2 separate regions of the Zea mays genome follow, and region 1 is linked to region 2. A link is a contact called in public Hi-C data. All regions are on one chromosome and are shown on one strand. Each heading gives the region's core, a stretch centred on a gene start, on an enhancer-like site or on the middle of the called end of the contact. The rest is flanking DNA. Distances are from core to core; before and after follow the strand shown.

Region 1 (4,699 bases), core at 1,411-3,910, 220 kb before region 2:
TTGAGTGCAAAATCTAGCTGGCACTGGCCATTTTCTCTGGCATCATTGCAATGCTAAGAAAGAACAAGAACATGATGGTATTGTTTAGTCAGTTCTTAAATTTAATCCTGATGGCTCTCTGATTCGATGGGAGTACTCTCCTGCTGTTGCTAGAACTGAACTTTGTAGATTGATAGCTAGAGAGGGTCTTCCTCTGTGGTTTGGTGAATCTGATTCTTTTCAAGAGTATATAACTGGAGCTCATAGCCCAAAATTTGTGAAATGTTCTGGGCAAACCACTGCTGGAGATCTAATTAAACTTTACAGTGAACGTGTACTAAAACTGATAGAAATTTTAAATTTGTTTCATTAGTTGCTCTTACTTTTGACATTTGGAGTAATAAGTCTAAAGAGGATTATCTCTCTGTTGTTGCTCACTTTGTGAATTCAAATTGGGATTTAGAAAAAAGGTTGATTGGTCTTAGGCTAATTGCTGGGAAACATTCTGGTTCTAACATTGTTGAATGTGTTAACATGGTGGTAGATGAATATGGATTAACCGATAATTTTTTTGCTATTACTCTTGACAATGCTTCATCTAATAGAACTGCTATGTCTTTTCTTAAGCCATTATTCTCTGGCTATCTTGGGTTTGCAACTGATGATCAAGAAGATGAGTTGGCTTCTATTCTATTGCATCAATGTTGTGCATGTCATATTGTCAATCTCATAGTTAAATCTGGTTTGAAAAGGGTAAAACATTATCTTGAGGACTTTAGAACTGCTATAAACTTTTTGAATTAATCAAACCAAAGAATTGTTGCATATAAGAGTTATTGCTTGAGTATGGGTGTGTTTCTCCTAGAAAATTTGGTGTAGACATGGATGTCAAATGGAATTCAACTTTCTTGATGCTTAAGCACCTTGTTCAACATAGAAGTACATTTGTTGTTTATATTTAAACTAATTGTCCATTGGCTATTGATGGTACTTCTTTATTTACTAATAATCACTAGTATGTTACGGAGAAATTGCTATCCTTTCTTCAGTTGTTCTATGACTCTACTGTCACACTTTCATGTGTTTATTATCCAACTGCTCCATTAATGCCAAATACTTATAATTGGTAGACATCTGAGTGCATTTGAAAATGATGCATTATTAAGGGATGCTATTGTTCCTATGAAAGATAAATTTCTTAAATATTGGAGAGAGAGATACTCATTCTCTATGTGTTTGCTTTCATTCTTGATACTAGAGCTAAAATGAGAGGTTTTCATAAAACTCTTGAACGTTTATCTACTCTAACTAGTACAGATTACTCTAGGTTTCCTCAAGATGTGAGGAAAAAGTTAGCTAAACTCTTTCAGGTGTATGAGACAAATTTTGGTGATGTATGCTTACGTACACATCAACCATCAGCTACTAGTAATGAAGGTAAGAACAAAATGGCCTAGAATGACATATATGGTGATGACATTGCAGGTAGTAGTGTTCCATCTTCATCTACTACTGCTTGGGCAGATACATCTCAGTTTGAGCTGTCTTCATACCTTGACAATGATACTGTCAATCCGTTTGATGATAGTTTCAACATTCTCTCCTAGCGGCAAGACCATAAGCTAACTTACCCTATTCTGTCTATCCTTACTAAAGATGTGATGATTGTGCCTGCATCTACCATATCCTCGGAATCTAGTTTTAGTTTGGCTGGCAGGGTGATCGAGGAGCGACGACGACGACTTACAAGTGACATGGTGGAGGTCTTATCCTGCATCAAAGACGGGGAGTTAGCGGACTCCCACATGCAACATAATCTGGAATGGCAATATGTACTTGTTGTAATGGACTAATGAATTTATGAACATTAGAATTTAAGAGTTGGCTGCACTCTTTTTTCTTTCTTAGGGTTTTCTCACGAGGTATGAGTTTTTACCTATGAAGGTTTTTAATAATACAACATTGCACATAACAGCTCCAATATAATCTTTATATTCTTCTACTTGATGAATTGTCTGTTGGACCTATATACTTGTATCTGAATATGTATAGTAGTGTCTGAATCTGTCTAAATTTGAGTATTCTCATGTTTCTGTATTCGAGTCTGGCCTCACACTATACCACAGTGCCATGGTTAGTACACTACCGTGCCGTGTCTAGGCTGCACCCAAGTTGGCCATGCTGGCCTGGGCCGAGATGACCACCGTGCCGTGCCTGGATGGCCTTGTTCCGGCCGTGTCCAAATTGTGCCCGTGCCCGGTCGTGTTGGGCGGCACGTTTGACATGTATAGGTCCGTCAGACCATGACTGATTTTAGCGCTAAAAACACTGAAAACCCCACCGTTTCACACAAAAGAAAAGGTTGACCAGCGTTAACCGACCCAGCTACTGGAGCCAGTGTGTGTAGCCGTGTAGGGCAGCACAGGGCGGGCATCCATCAGCTCGCTGCCATTTCACTTTGCTATCTCAACGCAACGTCGACCGACGAAAGCTGGGATCGATGTAGTTGCCTAGTTGGTGGGTGACAAAGCTCCGAGTTACCATGCTCTTACACAGTGCATTCTTGGTTCGTCCAGTCCGCAGTGCGTTCGATCCGTCGCCATCGCTGGGTACAGATCCAAAGGATGGGTGGGTGTCCCATGGGATGGTAAAGGAATTCAACGCTCCAGACCGGTCCATGCGCGCCACAAAGACAACAGAGACCTTGCTCAGGTTGCTGGTCCGGCCACGAGGACCACCACCACCGATCGGCTGTGGCCTGTGGCAGACGCCAGCCGCCAGGCGGACAACCCCGGCCCCCCGCGAGCAAACAGCGCATGCATCACGGTCACGGCGTCCGTCGCCGCCTGGTCTTCGACCGGGCATGGCATGCCGCATCCGCATGCAACGCCAAACGGCTAGCAAAGCCCACCGCCTGACCGCCGGGCTGCTGCGCGCAGTTCTCATGCATGCATGCACACACGCACGCAGGGGCGCAGAGACGCAGAGTACCAGTGCGATTTGTCAGCGGCGGTGACTGTAGGTAGTGGAGTCGCCTGTGCGCAGGGGCGGATCTACGACCGGGGCTGCCTAGGCTGCAGCCCCGGTCGCGGCCCATACAAGCGACCAGAGAAAGGTGCAGTACACATATATACACGCATCGGTCTAGTTCAGTTTTGGTTAGTTGGTTCTTTTGCAGAAGAAGGGAAAGGAACAGCGACCCAAGAAAGGCTGCGTCTGCCGCTCCTCCTCCTACGGGCTACGGGCTAATGCAAGAGAATTAACAACAGGCTCGAGCTCCTCACCTGTCTGCTCATAGTTCTTGGGCTGGTTTCGATTGCCACCGTCAGCTACTGCCGGTGTCAGAGGTTGTGCCAGCGTTTCCATGATCTTTGGTAATTTCAAGTCTTCCATCTCGGTGAGCTCGTGAATTTATTTATGGGGTTGTTGGGACGTCGCAGGCCACGAATGCTGAGACTCCCGGCTTCACATTGAACGTCCAGCACTGACGACGACTGAACGAAGACGAGCTCGTGAAAAAGAAAGTGTCCTGAACATTGACGCTTAGGGATTGTAATGATCTGAAATGTTTAAATTATATCTTGCTTCTTGTGTTATACTAAACATTAATTATATTTTTTGTTTGGTTTAAAAAAAATTATAGTCTTAATTTAGTAGCCCCCGTCTTGAATCAATTCTGGATCCGCCACTGCCTGCGCGCGTGTCCCCGCGCCGGTCCAAAACGCCACCTCTTTGCGTCCGTCACTCAGCTCGTCCGGAGACACGGCGACGTTGCTGCTTTTGTTGTTTGTATACACGTACGGGATGAAGCCGGACACTCCCAGAGGTATAGATGAACAGGTCAGACCGCAAGAGAACTGCATTTAGGCCATGCTGACTTGCTGAGACATGATTACGTCAATACAGTATCTTTTGGGACGGCCTGATAAAGATAATCAGGTCAACTGAATGATAGGGAAACTGCCACGTTAGAGTGTAGCTTTGTCACGTCAACCGACTGTCAGTCAGTGCAAATAATACAACAACGCTCCCTTTCCTTCCTGTGAGTCTGTGATTACTGATCCTATGTGACACTCTTTCCAGCATCATGTGTACAGCTTGGATTTCCGCATCTACAGAAACTAGCTCGGCCCAACAACCAAGTCCAGCTTTGAGCCCATGAACCATCGACATTAAAGGCCGAAACATACACTAACTACTTCATAATTGGGTCCATCGCTAGCGGAGGAAGAAACTACACCTACAGGCCGAGATCACCCCCAAACAGTTTGGCTATTTTGCCGGCATATTCATATTCCCGATTAAAACTGCTGTGAACTGAGTAAGCGACGCCTCTCGCAACAAATTAACCTGCACAAGATTAGGTTAGGCAGGTAACAGTGTCACCAATAGAGCATGTCCCATGGCAACATGGCGTGCGATGGTTGTCGCCTGTCCGGCTGTCCGTTCGGGGCATTACAATCCATTCTTTCCTGATTATTACGTCAAAAGTTTCAAGGAGGTGAGACAGGGGATCCTCTGTACCCTATTCTTTTTTAACTTTGTAGCTGATTGCTTGGCAAGAATGTTGAATAGAGCTCAGGAAAATGGTTTGTTGAATGGTCTTGGAGATCGCATTGTTCCTCACGGTGTTATTATGCTGATGATACTATTATTTGCATTAAAAGAAGACTTGGAGAAGGCCAGATATCTTAAGATTCTGCTCTGTATGTATGAAATC
Region 2 (4,808 bases), core at 834-3,333:
CCCTAGTTTAGCCTTCCAATCCCCAAATTCTCCGCCTCTCCTCGACTCTACGTCGATTAGAGGAGTCTAGGTCGGTCAGCCCGAGCCTAGACAACTCCTAGGATCTCTCCTCCCCGACGGGGTCCCTCCCGGGAGCGAGATCCAGGCGCCGCCGGCGATCATCCGCCGCCCCTGCGCACGCGCGGACCGTCCGGCCCTCAGGCAGGGAACCCGAGCTCCTGCACCAGGTCGCGGACCGTCCGGCCCTGTGTCGCGGACCGTCCGCGCCTGACCAGAGAGCACCGCCGCTGGTTCTCTTGAGTAATTGGCGCCTCGAAAAGGGCGTCAACAGATTCTTTTCTCAACATGATAAACAGCATGATCAGCTAGTCCAATGCCACAAACACAGCTAGGCAGCACGCAACGCTTTTAGCCCCGGACCGTCACGCCTTCGGATCACGGCAGTCACTGATCACGTAACGCGTGCACGGCTGGGTGCGGGCTCCCGGTTCCACGGCTGCATGCTCGATTCGCTCATAGTCATGGAGGTGGTGACGCTGACCGCTTTCTCTGCTCACACCCAGAATGTGTGCACGAACGGTACAGTGGTACGTGCGTGGCACAAGCGAAGGCGTAGGCAGCCGACCAGTGCACCGCATGGTTGGACGCGTGGCTGGTCTGCGAAGAAGCCCCGTGCCCCCGTCAGGTTGTATTGCCACGCCTTGGTACTGGGAACATGGACCGAGTTAAATTTTTTTTTGCCAATACGAGACTGGCACGATCTAAAGGTGGGTCTAGGTCAAGCTTCAAATTCTGACTTATCGGAGCTCCACGATTTTAAGACGGATCCAAACCGAGTCTCAAATTCCGACTGCCCCCACACGTCCCGCACATATAGACCGGGCTTAGGCTAGCACTACCCAATAAAACCATATTATTTAATTTTTTTAATTTAGTAAGATATAGACATCATTGTTATAATATTTATACTTTATGTGGTTAAATGATGTTAGTATTGTCTAATATCTTTAATTTAGTAAGGTATAAACTTTATGTGGTTGTATTATTTGGATTTTATATAGTTTAAATATAGCTTATGTTTAGGTCGGCATGGTCTAACGAAGACATGACGTGCTTTAAATTTAAGTTAGACCATTGTTTCTACTCTTTAGACTCGTACGACACGACCCAATTTTTTTAATCTTCTTGGCTCGAACCCATTTAACGGAAAGCACGATGAATTTGAGCGGACCCAACCGGTATGATTCCCAGCAATAGCCACGCTCATGCTTATACGTATATACATTTGCAATGGACCAGCTAAATCACCATATCGTCTGATATGACCAGGGGCAGGCCTACATATAGGCGAGTTAGTTATCTATTTCAAATAAGATCCCTTCTTAGTTCAAATTAGAATATGTTTGGTTTGAAATCAAAATAGAATGAGGTGGGGCGACAACGCCCCCTCGTTTTTTTGATAACGGCGCTACCAAAAATTACTTCAATGTTTAGCTCATTCTAACGTGATTCTTATCAAACATTATAAAACTGTGACCCTCTTCCATCCCTCATTATATATCCAACCAAACATACCATTAGATATCCTCGCTCTGACATTGCTTGTCCGTATACTCACTCTCGTTATGTACTGGGTCTGCCTTTGGATATGGCTAATATTTAATATACAACAAAGAAAAGAACAAAACCATCATTCTTTACAGCGTCCGATGTGAAGAAGTTGTGAGGGATTGGGAGCTTTAGAATCATGTTACACGATCATAACGGCTGCTTACATAAATTTCTTCCGCTAATAAAAGTGAGCGTGACGTGCAAGTCCGTACCAGCTCGTTGTTTTTTCCTGAAAGAAGATGACAATATAGGCTCTCTCTTGCCCCAAATGATAGTGTTCAACAGTGAATTAATAAACTAACCATCGGCGGGTCCCACGCGCGAGCCCATTGCGATTCCCAGTTCCTTGGTGATTAACGCAACACACGAAGAAACCCGCGGATAAACGGAACGAACAAAACGATCCCCCTTCTCGATCCCTACACGTCTCCTGAAACGCACGCCCTCCCTTGGCTGCCCCCCGCCCCTTCCCTTTCGCCCCCTCTCGCGCAATTTCCCCAGCCCGGACCCCAACCCCGGCGGCGCTGCAGTCCACCGCAAGTCACCTCCACCTCACGCGAGGCCTCCAGCCCTCGTCGCCCCGCGCTTCTCCCCCACGACCCGGCCGCCTTCGCGCTTGCGCCCCGCGGATCGCCGGCGCGACCCTCAGGTCGGTGAAGCGCCTTTCTCCGCTCCGCGTGGATTCTATTTTCTGTCGATTTTGTGGATAGATCGACGGAACGAGTTCGATTCGATTCCGGTGGTTTGGCGATAACTAGCTAACAACTCTGGTAGTTGAACCGGGCATGCGTTGTGAGGGGGTTGGTTTAGACGTTGGTGGTGTGGGTAGAGTACAGCTTTTGCGGATAGTTAGCTCAACCTATTGGTTAGCTGCTGAACCGTGGTGGTGTAGCCGTGTTGCGCATCGAGCTGCTTTTGCCGAAGAACGACCTTGGTATGTGAAGGGGCCAGGTGTTATACGATTACGTTTCGGCCATTTTCGTCTTAGCGAGGAGTTGATCGATTAATCCATTGATCCAAAGAACTTGATGGTAGTTCAGCTTCGTCCGCAAGCCTGCAATTATTGCTGCTTGGTGCTAGATATGGAAAGCTGGTAGAGATTTAGGTCTTGGCATGGGGAATTTTCATTTTGTTCCAGAATGATAGCTACTAATATGTTCCATTGGGCTTTGATGCCTTCCAAATGTACTTGTTTAAGCTTGCCAAGACTTAATTTCGGACCTGCTTCTGCTCCAAATAGTAATCATTTCCCATTCTATGGCCCTTCTGTTTAATCGACTGACTTGTCTTAATTGTGAGTTTTCAAGGTACTCTGGTTTCATTGTGCTGCTACTTCAATCGAATATATGGCAGTATGCAAAATGTGAATATTTATTTTCCTGTGCAGGTGTGTACGTCTGGCATGGCAAGGGACCTATCAACTGGCCCTGCTTTCTCTTTTCATGAATGATGTCCTTCCGTTCGAAGGACGCACATGCACAAACAAGACTTAACTGGCCATGGAGAAGCCAATCGCCGTTATCAGCGCAGCTGCTTGTTGATATTCCACCTGAAATAGAGTTGTCCGACTACCGGAGATTGCCAAGTTCTCGAAGCGAGAGCCCATCTGGACTTCTCCATGACGAAGGCGTCAAGGAAGAACCTATCCCTGATCTGGACATTTTCTTTGAAAGGCTTTACGAATATTTCTGCGCAAAAGGGCTCAGGTGTATCATTACCAAATGGATAATAGAGATCCTCAATGTACTTTTTATGGTATGCTGTATCGGGTTCTTTTTCTTATTTGTTGATTGGGATACTCTTATTCATTTGAAATGCGGTGTGGAGGCACTTGAGTCTGGGGAGAAACCATGTGATCTTATGAAGGCCATTAAGCATGATCCATTAGTTCCCTTCACATTGCCCAAAATGATAACTGTTGGATCAATGGTCATAATGACAGCTTATGGACTTACCAACTTTCTCAAGTTCTTTGTACAGTTAAGAAGTACACTCAATGTTCGTCAGTTCTACTATGACAGGTAACTTTTCTGCCTATGTTTTTCATGCTTAATCTTTTTTCTTTGTAGCTCAGAGCAATGACTTTGCCCTTATTCTGTTTACCTTTATGCAGACTTAAGGTCAATGATCTTGAGATTCAAACTATATCATGGCCCAAAATAATTGAGAAAGTTGTCCTGCTCCAGAAATCTCAAAAACTATGTGTTGTTAGGGATCTCTCAGAGCATGATATTATCATGAGAATCATGAGGAAAGAAAATTATTTGATTGGGATGGTCAATAAAGGCATTCTTTCTTTTCCAATTCATTCTTGTGTGCCTGGGGCTGGCCCAACTGGATCACATGAGCATGGCAGGAGAAACTATCTGATACTTCCAAAGTCCCTTGAATGGACCTTAAACTGGTGCATCTTTCAAAGTATGTTCGATAGGTAAGGAAGTCTGTAACTGCTTACTTCCATTGGATCTTTTTTTTTTGTAAAATATAGTTTGTTAAATTGCTTTAGCCTCTACATGACCAAGCTATGTGTTGTTTTTACATGCTACTCTTTCTAGCTCAGCCCAGAGCAACTAGGCCGTTTATGGGAAAAAAGCGGAACTAGGCCTTTAAGAAGGCATTAGCTGTTAGGCTGCTGCTTCAGAACTGGCTGCATCAGAACTTTAGAAGTCTGAAATAAATCCACTATCTGTCAATACCAATCCTTATTATTTTACTTATTTTGTATTTACTTAATACTGGTGACACTTTGTATAGAACAGAACTTCTGTCATAACACGTACTACAGTGTGTATACTCGGTACTCGCATACCGATCTCTAAGTGCTAACACAATCTGTACTAATACATTTTCAAGCTGACCAGATGCGTTGTGTCATATTACCTTGTTAGCTTAAATAGCCTATGCATATAGAACAAATCATTTATGATGAATCCTAGTTCTTCATGTCCATCTGAAGCTCATGCAACAGATCATGTGAAGGTTACTCATTACAATCTAGACTTCCCCAACTTCCAATGTGTATACCAGATTTCTTTCTACCCTGCATTCATGCATCGCTTCAGCATGGTTCAAATCATTCTGTTTAGTGTTTACTAATAATTTATTTCACTAGGGTTTTCTTCCTCTTCATTGTGTATTCTATTACAAAATGTTCATTCTCCTTTTTCAGTAAATTTTGTGTAAGGAAAGAGTTTTTG

The links. Hi-C and Micro-C count contacts between places; a contact is called where the count stands out from the background.
Region 1: a Hi-C map of tassel shows a contact between it and region 2, with 1.8 times the contacts expected there. The contact joins the enhancer-like site here to the promoter of LOC100502331 in region 2. A contact is called at or near these places in 3 of 25 Hi-C or Micro-C datasets (ear, leaf and tassel).

Annotation. Positions count from the first base shown.
Region 1 is chr1:34,082,397-34,087,095 of Zm-B73-REFERENCE-NAM-5.0, reverse strand. No RefSeq gene overlaps it. Among protein-coding and RNA genes, the nearest start is that of LOC103633575, 49 kb to the left of the region's middle. Within about 2 kb of position 2,660, at least 18 of the 20 cell types and tissues checked have an H3K27ac peak or open chromatin away from gene starts, as enhancers often do. A contact at or near this core is called in ear, leaf and tassel, where this site is marked.
Region 2 is chr1:33,861,365-33,866,172 of Zm-B73-REFERENCE-NAM-5.0, reverse strand. It overlaps LOC100502331 (autophagy protein 9), which reads left to right and starts at 2,083. Exons shown (of 10, transcript NM_001112351.3): 1 at 2,083-2,260; 2 at 2,999-3,632; 3 at 3,725-4,042; 4 at 4,781-4,808. The coding sequence starts at 3,058.